3 separate regions of the Hordeum vulgare genome follow, and regions 1 and 2 are each linked to region 3. Evidence: chromatin contacts called from public Hi-C and HiChIP or PLAC-seq data. All regions are on one chromosome and are shown on one strand. The core of a region is the stretch at or near the end of the contact, and the rest is flanking DNA. Distances in the headings are between cores, read along the strand shown. Region 1 holds the start of LOC123408636. Region 2 holds the start of LOC123412145. Region 3 holds the start of LOC123407256 (40S ribosomal protein S13-1).

The links. A called contact is a pair of places that touch in the nucleus more often than the background predicts. HiChIP or PLAC-seq counts read pairs in DNA pulled down with a chosen protein or histone mark.
Region 1: a contact with region 3 is called in an H3K4me3 HiChIP or PLAC-seq map of embryo, with 4 times the contacts expected there. The contact joins the promoter of LOC123408636 here to the promoter of LOC123407256 in region 3. A contact is called at or near these places in 3 of 6 Hi-C or Micro-C datasets (leaf and seedling) and 1 of 1 datasets of contacts at active chromatin or transcription factors (embryo).
Region 2: a contact with region 3 is called in a Hi-C map of seedling, with 3 times the contacts expected there. The contact joins the promoter of LOC123412145 here to the promoter of LOC123407256 in region 3. A contact is called at or near these places in 2 of 6 Hi-C or Micro-C datasets (leaf and seedling) and 1 of 1 datasets of contacts at active chromatin or transcription factors (embryo).

Annotation. Positions count from the first base shown.
Region 1 is chr7H:422,465,950-422,469,571 of MorexV3_pseudomolecules_assembly, forward strand. LOC123408636 reads left to right here and starts at 1,543. Exons shown (of 47, transcript XM_045101698.1): 1 at 1,543-1,864; 2 at 2,305-2,382; 3 at 2,513-2,625; 4 at 2,719-2,812; 5 at 3,276-3,319; 6 at 3,401-3,469. The coding sequence starts at 1,768.
Region 2 is chr7H:421,558,430-421,562,172 of MorexV3_pseudomolecules_assembly, forward strand. LOC123412145 reads left to right here and starts at 2,119. Exons shown (of 6, transcript XM_045105095.1): 1 at 2,119-2,695. The coding sequence starts at 2,253.
Region 3 is chr7H:422,006,874-422,011,047 of MorexV3_pseudomolecules_assembly, forward strand. It overlaps LOC123407256 (40S ribosomal protein S13-1), which reads left to right and starts at 1,453. Exons shown (of 5, transcript XM_045100350.1): 1 at 1,453-1,577; 2 at 1,664-1,736; 3 at 1,820-1,958; 4 at 2,047-2,233; 5 at 3,985-4,174. The coding sequence starts at 1,555. The coding sequence ends at 4,018.

The DNA of each region.
Region 1 (3,622 bases), core at 293-2,792, 460 kb after region 3:
TGGGCATGTTTAGCTATTAATACTTTTGCGTCAGCATTTTTTGTGTATTGATGTGTATGTTGAACGTTTTTAGTGAGGCATTAATTTGGTATTGATCTAGGATAGGAATGGTTGTAGGTTTTGCATTAGCATTTGTAACTTTGTTGACCTTTGTATTTATGAACAGTAGTTATAAGTAGAGGGACGTTAGTAGCTTACTTGCTCTATATATATACCATCCTTTGTGTTTGTTTTGATGTTGGTGTATGCAGTTCTTAGTTTGTGAGCTGGACTTAATTCTTTTTCAGTTGTGTTGGTTGTAGGTACGATTATATTTGTTAAACTTTGTTGTCTTTAATTCTTTATTTTTTTGAATAATGAATAATAGTTGTATGTTAAATTTGTTGAAATTTATTGTGTATTGTAGGTTTGTTGTTCGAATAAATTTAGCGTGAATGGATGGTGTTGAAACAGGTAATATAAATTTATTTGTTTAATTATGTATGTTTCATTTGTGTAGTTGCATATATTTTGTAGATAACGTATGGAAAATATGAATTTTTTTGACACTGGATGGGCTGAGAAAATAGGCCCATTTCACCAAATAACACGGTTTCGGCCACCGGAGCAGCGGCCCATTAGGACAGTCGGGCCGATGATGAAAAAGTGTGCTGGAGGTGACGGTATACATCACATCCAACGGTTAGAAACGACCCGATCATCAAAATGAACGGCTAAAAAAGCAAAACGCTGCGAGGGCTCGCTTTAGGTTCAGTCTTGCCCATTAGGACAGTCGGGCCGATGATGAAAAAGTGTGCTGGAGGTGACGGTATACATCACATTCGACGGCTAGAAACGACCCGATCATTAAAATGAACGGCTAAAAAAGCAAAACGTTGCGAGGGCTCGCTTTAGGTTCAGTTTTAATGTCCTAAATGACATTGTCCTTAGGGATCACTGTGGCACATCTCTAGCTGGCCCGTACCATTTTTCGCAGCCCGTCATTCGTCATGCGCTTGCGAAGATAATACAATGCACGTGATTAGTAATGAACATAAGTGAGGCTTGTTTTGTTTGAGCTTCAAGCATCAAACTCAACTTTGCCAGCGAAGCTGAATCAGCAATAAGAAACAAACATCTATTTTGAATCAACTTTGCTAGTGAAATCAGTTTTGTTAGTGAAACTGAATTTAAAATCTACTCGCTCCTTACCTAAATATAAGTCTTTTAAGATATTTCACTAGGTGTCTACGTACTGAACAAAATAAGTGAATCTATACTTTAAAATATGTCTATATACATCCGTATGTAGTTCGTTAGTGAAACATCTAGAAAGACTTATATTTAGAAACGGAGGGAGTAAAACAAATAACTACTTTAAATCAGCTTTGCCAGCGTCACTGAATCTGGATTTGGGGGCATTTTAGTGCAATTTGTTGAAGCACCTCAAAGCATACTTTCATGAATTAGCTTTGCGACCGAGGGAAATCCCAAATAGGCAGACATACAGCGATACAGGTCGAATACCGTACACGCGTACATCGCACGGTCGCACCGAGCCCGAATGCCCGAACATCAACGACACGAATCACCGTCGTCTTCCTCCGCCTCCTCCTCCAAGCAAACGGAAGCCCCAAACCCAACTCGCCTCTCCTCTCCTCACACTCCCTTCCCTCCACGGCCTCGCCCCCTCCTCGACTCCATCCCTCGCCTCCTTGCCCTTTCCTCTCCCGCCCCATGGGAGCGCGGGCTCGCTAGGGAGACTCCTCCTCCCCCTCCGCCGCCGCCATGTTCGAGGGGGTGGTGAGCCAGGTGCTCGCCGGCCTGCTCGGCCGCTACGTCAAGGGCATCCAGAAGGAGCAGCTTAAGATCGGCATCTGGAACGGTTCGTACTCGATCCCCTCCCAAGAGCACTAGCGAGTAGAGACCACGCCCCCGCGTTCCGCTACTTGGGGTTGGCCCAATCACCCGCGAGCCAGCGCTTGTCCTAGTCCCCGCTGTTCTCCAATTCGTCGCCCCTCGGGCTGCCGCAGCAGTAAATTTTCTGGTTAATTCCATGGCTGCGTTTAGTGCTCCAGATGTTTGAGTTTTGATTGAGGCGTGACTGGCATTGGGTTTGATCGTACTGGTATTTGTATGTGCACGGTTTGTATTGATTCCGTTGTTACGCCTGTTTATGCTTTGCATCGGTGATGGATACTGATATACATACTGCCAATTAACTCTTCTTAGGACTGTTAACATTCTGCGCCTTAGCTCTTCTGGATTGTGCTGTCTCTCTGATCCTGATGGTGGCTAAGCTTTTGATGACTAAACTTTGTGCAGAGGAAATAAATTTGGAAAATGTAGAGCTCATTCTGGAAGCCTTCGACTACCTGCAGTTGCCTTTCGCACTCAAGACTGGTATGATCTATTGTCCCACTCAGACTTCTTTGGCTGGATGCTATCAACGCTCTTTTTGCTATTTTGTCACGCCTAGGTAAAACTATGTGTTATGGTAGGTCAGTAAGTTTCCATTCTGCTGTTCCCACAGGACGAATCGGGAAGCTAAGCATAAAGATTCCATGGAAAAAGCTTGGATGGGACCCTATAATTATTGTGATAGAAGATGTGTTTGTATGTGCATATCCACGGGAGGATTCTGAGGCACGTCACTGAATCTGGTTTTACATTGTTCAATTAGCTTGCAAATGGTGTTTACCCCGTGTTGACCCAATAAATACGCTGTTTTTTTATCAGTGGGGATCCGAGTCAGTTGGTAAGAGAGAACTAGCTGGAAAATTGGCTAAACTTAATGCTATAGAGCTCGCCAAATTTTCCAGAAGAGTGACAGGTCAGTCTCGATTTCTGTGCTCTTCTTCATTTTTTTTGCAAATTTCAGAGATCAATTTGTCACTGCAATTCACTTCAATATCGACATGCTAACTTCAGCCGTTTGTGCTAGACTGCTAGTGGTAACTTCAGGTTTCATGTCCTTACTGTTTTTGTTTATCTTCTTGCATGTGCATTAGCATGCATTATATAAAAATCCGCAATCTATAGGTACATATGCTAACTACTAAATGTGTAGATCAGTGTCACCAAGATACAAACACACATTCCGAAGACATTTTTATCTATCAGATTGTATGAGTATCTGAAGGCTGCCAGTCATGAACTAGCTGTTACCAATTCCTAACACTTACTTGCTTATGTTTATCATACTGTTAATACAACATTTGCAAATTGCATGTTTATTTATCTGAGTTAACACACTGAAAGGTATTCCTGAAAACCCTAATTCTTTTGACTTCTAGATAACCAAACGGGGCAATCACTTCTATCCTACATGTCAGCAAAGGTAACAAGCTTACAATTTTATTCTTTGAACAGTAGTAACATTGATGTGCCAAAAAACTCATAATTTTGCTCCGTTTGGCAGATACTGGACAATATCCAAGTTTCCATACGAAATGTTCACATCATATATGTTGAATCCCACAACGATCAGGTACGCAAGTTTATATCATATATTCAAGTACGCTTTTGGTGCCAGCTGAAAAAAGTTAGAAAGTATTCCACACTAATAATTACCCATCTTTGGGCATGCTATGTTATCATGTGGACAGTTAGTTTTAATTTGTATTGATCAGATTTTGAGGCA
Region 2 (3,743 bases), core at 869-3,368, 450 kb before region 3:
GCAAAGAATGCGGTTGATGGAGTCGTACTCGCGGCGATTCAAATCGCGGAAGATCCGGTCCAAGCGCCGAATGGACGGCGCCTCCGCGTTCCACACACGTACAACCCGGGGATGTCTCCTCCTTCTTGATCCATCAAGGGGGAAGGAGAAGTTGAGGGAGAGCTCCGGCAGCACGACGGCGTAGTGGCGGTGGAGCTCGTGGTTCTCCGGAGAGCTTCGCTAAACACTACAGAGGAGGAGGAGGTGTAGGAGGGGGAAGGGCTGCGCCAGGGGTAAGCGGTAAGCTCCCATGTGCCTCCCCACTATATATAGGGGTGGAGGGGATGGTTTCTTGCCCTCCAAGTCCATTGGGGCGTTAGCAAAGGTGGGAGGAAAAAAAATCCCATCCTTTCCCTTGCTCACCGATTGTTATCCCCCTTTTTAGGGATCTTGATCTTATTCCTTCAGGATATGATCCTATTCCTTCTAAGGGGGGTGTTGGTGCGCCTTGAACAGGGGTGTGGGGCCTTGACCCCACTACCCACGTTCATGTAGGTCCCCCCATACAGGTGGGCCCCACTCCGGAACCTTCTAGAACCTTCCCGATACAATACCGAAAAATCCCGAACATTTTTCGGTGGCCAAAATAGGGCTTCTCACATATAAATCTTTACCTCCGGACCATTTCGGAACTCCTCGTGACGTACAGTATCTCATACGGGACTCCGAACAACTTTCGGTAACCACATACAATTCCCATTACAACTCTAGCGTCACCGAACCTTAAGTGTGTAGACCCTAGGGGTTCGGGAACCATGCAGACATGACCGGGACACCTCTCTGGCCAATAACCAATAGCGGGATATGGATACCCATATTGGCTCCCACATGCTCCACGATGATCTCATCGGATGAACCACGATGTCGGGGATTCAATTAATCCCGTATGCAATTCCCTTTGTCCATCGGTATGTTACTTGCCCGAGATGGCTACACGATCTTGTGCTATGCTTAGGATTGGGTCTTGTCCATCACATAATTCTCCTAATGATGTGATTCCATTATCAACGACATCCAATGTTCATGGTCAGGAAACCATGACCCTCTATTGATCAACGCTAGTCAACTAGAGGCTCGCTAGGGACATGGTGTGGTATATGTATTCACATATGTATTACGGTTTCTGGTTAATATAATTAAAGCATGAACAATAGACAATTATCATGAAGAAGGAAATATAATAATAACCAATTTATTATTGCCTCTAGGGCATATTTCCAACACCCTTTGTGGGTGAAGCCCTCCATGGACTCTCGCAGTCGTTACCCTCCATGGGTTGAAGTCACCACCTATCGAAACCATGTCAAAAATCGTCGTGTCAACCTCTTTGCGTTTGATCTTCTAAACTCTACTCCTTACTACGTGTGCAATGTCTTAATTTCCTTTTTAATCTTTCCTTTTTTTTCAATGTCTTTAGTTTCCGCTGTCATATACTTCCTCCATTCCTGAATATAAGTCTTTTAAGCGATTTCACTAAAGGACTACATACAAAGCAAAATGAGTGAATCTACACTCTAAAGTATGTCTATATACATCCGTATGTAGTCCTCTAGTGCAATCCCTAAAAAGACTTATATTATGAAACAGAGAAAGTATGTTAACTAGCATGTGTAGGATGTATTAGACTTGTTAGAATTGCTAAAATCTGACAACAATAAAATTAGAACAAGACTAGGATTTTAATCTTGTCAAGTAGTATATTCACCCCCCCCTCTACACACATCTTCTACCGATCCCTGAGTCCCTTTCCTAACCAGGGGCCGGGGCACCCCCCCCCCCCCCCCCCCCGGCGCCGTGGGTCCATGGACAATGGACAAGCGGGGTGAGGTTCAAATTAGGCAAGGCAATAACTCAGTTCAGTTTGTTTTTTAGGGAATCCTGCAAGAAGAATTTGGGTTGGGTTAAAACGTGAGGGGACATGGGCCGATTCTAATCGCATTTCTCGGATGATCCTTACGCAGGCCAAGGCCGTATCCGCGCCGTCCGTTCCCTAGAGAGAAAGTAGCCCAAAAGCCCACCTCCCTGCAGCACGACGATGAAAACAATCGATCACGGCACCACGGCCACTAACCCCACGTTTCATTTCTCCCCTCTCACATGCTCCTCACCAACAAATCAATCAAACGCGGACTTCTTCCCTGAGACGCACGCACCGCACCTCACCGCCCCGCGTCGCGAGATCTCACATCCGCGATCCGACCCGACCGGCAGCGATGGCCGGCAAGGAGCTGAGCGAGGAGCAGGTTGCGTCGATGCGGGAGGCCTTCTCCCTCTTCGACACTGACGGCGACGGCCGCATCGCCCCCTCGGAGCTCGGCGTCCTCATGCGTTCCCTGGGTGGGAACCCGACGCAGGCGCAGCTCCGCGACATCGCCGCCCAGGAGAAGCTCACGGCCCCCTTCGACTTCCCGCGCTTCCTCGACCTCATGCGCGCCCACCTCCGCCCTGAGCCCTTCGACCGCCCGCTTCGCGACGCCTTCCGCGTCCTCGACAAGGACGCATCGGGCACCGTCTCCGTCGCGGACCTCCGCCACGTCCTCACTTCCATCGGCGAGAAGCTCGAGCCGCACGAGTTCGACGAGTGGATCCGCGAGGTCGACGTCGCCGCGGACGGCACCATCCGCTACGACGACTTCATCCGCCGCATCGTCGCCAAGTAGTGGATTGATCCGTCTCCCAGCCTGCTCAGACTTCTTCGTATTTAATAACTCTTTCTTCGCGTGATTTTATTTCGTATCATCTGATCTGGTCTGCTGCGCTTCTGTTTTGTGCTTTGGTTTCGGTGTGGTTCCCCAACTACCCTAGGGTTTGGATAAAAATGGTGTGATTATGGATTAATGGATCTGTCGGATGGTATTGCAATGTAAAGCGTGGATCCTGTTACTTTCTATGATTGATTGATTGCTTAATCAGAAACCAGTGAAATGCGCTAGTTTATGCATTTATGTTTATACATCTTATAATGTGTTCCTTGTAATTGATCGCATCCTATAATTTCTGATGCTAGCAGAGGAGAACTGGATTTATTATGGAGTTGTAGGACCTCTACTGTTGGCATAATTTGTTTCTGCCGGGAGGGTCGTTCTTGTTTCAGTTGATCGGTTATTAACACGGGGCTGTTGACACTTGACAGGCCTCTCTTGAATTTATTGCCACACAACAATAAGGTTCTTCTATGATATACTGATACATGTTGAAAGCGATCACGCGATCCAATCTATGGTTCAGTTCACCTACAATATCAGAAACTCTATCTAGTTTTGCTGGGTCATTTATTGTTCTTTGTTTTGCTGTACTCAGGTCCCATTGTTCGCCTTTTTCACAGTAAGTTTATAGTGTAACCCTATGAGTTCAATATGATGTCATGCCTGCTTTAAATCTTATACTTGGGACTGTATGGTTCTGGATCAAATTTAGGCATATAATAGAGCAGCAGAACTATAATCTAATAATATCTGCAAAAAATATTTCACAAGCCAGCATTTTCAGTTTACCTGCAACATTACGAATTTGTTATGGTTTCACTGGAGCAACCTTATATCGTAATCAGACAGTAATGATATCAGTTCTTTTGGATGAGTTGTTTTAGTAACCAATAGATCTTTTATGCTTAGAAGAGTTCAGTCTACTCGTCAACTTACCATTTGTTCATACATATTCCTTGTCACTGGAAGTTTCTGGACTCCATATCTGCCACTCATTGT
Region 3 (4,174 bases), core at 203-2,702:
GAAAGGATCGAGCAACTGTCCTCATCCCACGAAGCTCCGCTCAAGTCTCTCAGCTTGGAAACTATGATCCACCGCGATCTCCACTTCCCGAGGTGGTTGTAGACCTGGGTGAAGGTGACCTTCTATCTACAAAACTCGAACACCTGCTTTGCAACAACATTCAAGCGCACCTCCTCGAAGCCCTTGCTAGTCCTCACCCCACTAGCTATGATCTCACACACCTCGTTAAGCACGAACGTCAATAGGAACGATTAACATTTCATGGAGTCCCCCTACCATCCTTCTTATCCTCTACGATTGACTTTTGAGTAGCAACACAAGTTGCATCATTGGCTGAGCCAACACAAATGCCAAAGCCACAAATTGTGGAACCGTACCCGACACCCCAAAAAATTCCAAACCAGTAGGCAACTGGGCGATGGGAGGTTGGGATTCCTCGACGTACAATGTCGAGAATTGGTTCTAGGGCGAGACAAGGGCCCGACTAAACTCTTCTGTGCTCATTTCCTACAAGCGTAAGCATTAGCAAGAGCACAACACACTACACATGGACAATAGTAACTAAGTAAACGTGAACAATATGAACGAACACTACATATGGAAAAATCAAACGAGCACTACCACATACACATCAGCTCAAATCATAACAAGGACTCCAACAAAAGTAGCAAACATACTTGCAGTGTCATACTACACATTAAGCATACTAGTAATCTATCCATCACCACTAGCTACCAGAACATTACACTCACAGAGATTAACGATGTACAATGGTACAACATGGTCATAGATCTAATCGTACCACATGCTCACAAATCTAGCTATACATAGTAGAGAGAAGGGGGTGAATGGACTCACACATGTCATCGAGCAACCGTGAAGGAGGCACTGAACACGTCGGAGAACAGGAGTCGAATTGCTGCCGCCGTCAACCGGTAGCCGGAGCAGCAATATCGCTTACCTCGTCGTCGATGTTGATCCGTGTCGGAAGGAAAGCTCGAGAGGGAAAAAATGATGTGAGGAGTTTTGGCATTATGGTGACGCTTGCTACATAGAACATACGAATCGGTGAACGATGACGCCAGTACCTCCCGCCGCTTTTTTGAAGATGCACGCGAGCTCCCGACATGTCCGTGCCCGCGCCATGTTCCCCTCTCATGCATGAGTCGGATCTGAATGGATGAAAACGATAGATTTGACCGTTCCTAATGGACGTGAGTGAGAGATGCTTTGAGGATTCAATGGGGCCAAGATTCTTACGCAGGCCACGCAACAAAATATGATGTTTATTCCGCGCGGGACTGATTAGGCTTGACACGTCCTAAAGCGCTGGTTTTGAAGGCCCACACTAGCCCAGTCCACGTTGCAACGCGGCGTGATCATGTATCTAAATGGGCATTACCTGAAGGACCAAAATATAAGAAAGCCCTCAAATAAGTGGAACCCCAGAACCCTAACCAGACTCTTTTCTATCCTCTCACCACTCGCGCCTCTCTCGCCCTTCCCGCCGCCGCCGCCGCCGCCGCTCCCCTCGCCGCAGCAGCAGCCGCAGCCATGGGGCGCATGCACAGTCGCGGGTAATCCCCCCTCCCGCCCCCCGCACTGCTAACATAAGCCGGTGAAATTTCTGGTCTAATGGCGGCTCCGCGACTCTGTGACGCAGGAAGGGCATCTCGTCGTCGGCGCTGCCGTACAAGAGGACTCCACCGAGCTGGGTCAAGACCGCCGTCGCCGATGTAAGAAGAAGCCGCGCCTTCTCTTCGCTCCCCTCGGTTCGATGTGATATGGCTGTTGATTCGTGCGTCGGGCTCGTGTGCAGGTGGACGAGTTAATCACCAAGGCCGCGAAGAAGGGCCAGATGCCGTCGCAGATCGGCGTCCTGCTCCGTGACCAGCACGGCATCCCCCTCGTCAAGAGCGTCACCGGGAGCAAGATCCTTCGCATCCTCAAGGCCCATGGTCAGGATAGATTAGATACCCACCTCTTCTTTCTCAGATTGCTCCACGTGTTGATGAGTGTATTGATTGTGTGAGTTTTGGTGCGCAGGGCTGGCACCAGAGATCCCGGAGGACCTCTACTTTCTGATCAAGAAGGCGGTGGCGATAAGGAAGCACCTGGAGAGGAACAGGAAGGACAAGGACTCTAAGTTCAGACTCATCCTTGTGGAGAGCAGGATCCACCGCCTCGCTCGCTACTACAAGCGCACCAAGAAGCTCCCACCCACCTGGAAGTAGTAAGTCACTCACTTCCAGTGCCATTAATCTTTCTTCTGATATATTTTCGATGAATTGTGAGGTTTTATCAGTTTAGTAGGCAATGTACAGCGAACAGTTAGTTGTATGTGTGCCACCTGCTACATACGAGCTGTAGAATGTGTGCTACATATAGCTTGTTGAGTAGGGAGTATGCGTTAGGTACTAAGTAAATGTGACATTGTATTATAAATGTATGCCACTTGACCCTGTATTTAGATGCTAATATGTTGTCTGTTCTGGCCTTCTGGGACATAGATATTATAGAGAAATGGGATCGGAAGCTAGTCAGTTGTGATTGTGCCATTAATCTTTCTTCTCATATAGCTCGGTGAATTATGAAGCCTAATGAAGTTAGTAGGCAATGTACTGTGAACAGTTTGTTGTATGCGCATCACTTTCTACATAGGAGTTGTTAGAATGTGTGCTACATATAGCTTGGTGAGTAGGGGTACGTGTTAGGTACTTCAGATGTGTCTTTTAAATGTGATATTGTGTCGTCAATGCATGCCGCTCGGCCTTTATTTAGATGCTAGTCTGTTGGCTGTTCTGTTCTTTCTGAGAAAAGAATTTAGAGAAATGCGATCCTAAGCTACTTAGTTATGCCTGTGGTTAAGCTTAGTTATGTTTGTGGTGGATATGCTGCTAATTGGTGCTTGTAAGGCATTCCCGTACCGACACTGTAGTGAACACTGCTGTTTCAGTTTGCACCCTTTGACTTGTAAAGATTGATTTTATGAAGTCATGGTAGAGCCAATTTGGATAGTTTTTATGATATAAATGTAAAACACCTATGTATTTTGTGTCTTATTAAATAACTTCAATTTGCCAGCATGATAATGTATACCCTTCTTTTGTACTCCCTCCGTCCGGACGGAGGGAGTAGCTTGGATATGAAATAGGAATTTGATGAAGATCACAATGCTTATTTTAAAGAGAAATTAGAACAACCCAACTGAAATGTTTGCAGTTTTGGAAAAATGCAACTGATTATGAGACTGACATGTCCGTCCCTATCCTGCCAATGGGTGTCTGGGTGACACATACAATGTGTTCTTCAAACTGCATCATTTCTACAATTGCATTTATCTTATTTAAATTAATATCTCAGTTGGTCTGTTCTGTTGGTTGAAGCATGTCATTCTGAAGTAAATATATAATGATGAAATTGCATTTAAATTTTGAATCTACTCCCTCCGTTCGCAAATATAAGATGTTTTCGATATTTCAATATGGACTACATACGGACTGAAATGAGTGAACATACACACCAAAATGTGTCTATATACATCTGGTTTGGAAAAAATCTAGAACATCTTATATTTATGAACCGACGGAGTAATACTGTAGCAAAGATTACCGAGTTGAGAAAATCATTGTTTATCTGATGTACCGAGCAATATCTGCCGTTTATGAGGGTGCATTTTAGTTTTTTAAAATACAAATGATAATGGTACCACAGTTTAACTAAAACATGAAAATTGCATCTATGTAATGTAAACATTATTGTTGTTGAACCGAAGGCAGCTCAATGATAATGGTACGACAGTTTATATTGACTGTCCTTTCATTTGTTGTATTGCCTGGATGAATTTTGTACATAGATCAGACTGCTTTTTGTCGTACACAAAGCATTTCCGTTGGACTTATTTTAGTATTCCTAATGTATGTTGCCAATCGTGTTACCTCCTACAACAAATGTTTTGCTAACACAATTGTTTCGTCTCTGCAGCGAGTCTACCACCGCCAGCACTCTGGTGGCCTAAGGGAGATATGCATCTGGTGTGCTCTTAGCTGATTAAAGCTTGATTGTTCCAGAAACCATTCTTATGTAACGCTTTATGAGAGTTTGGAGCCAAGTCGATGCTGCAAGTTTTCTATGTTTGACTGGAGGATGCTGTAAAACCTTTGTTGTTTCACTG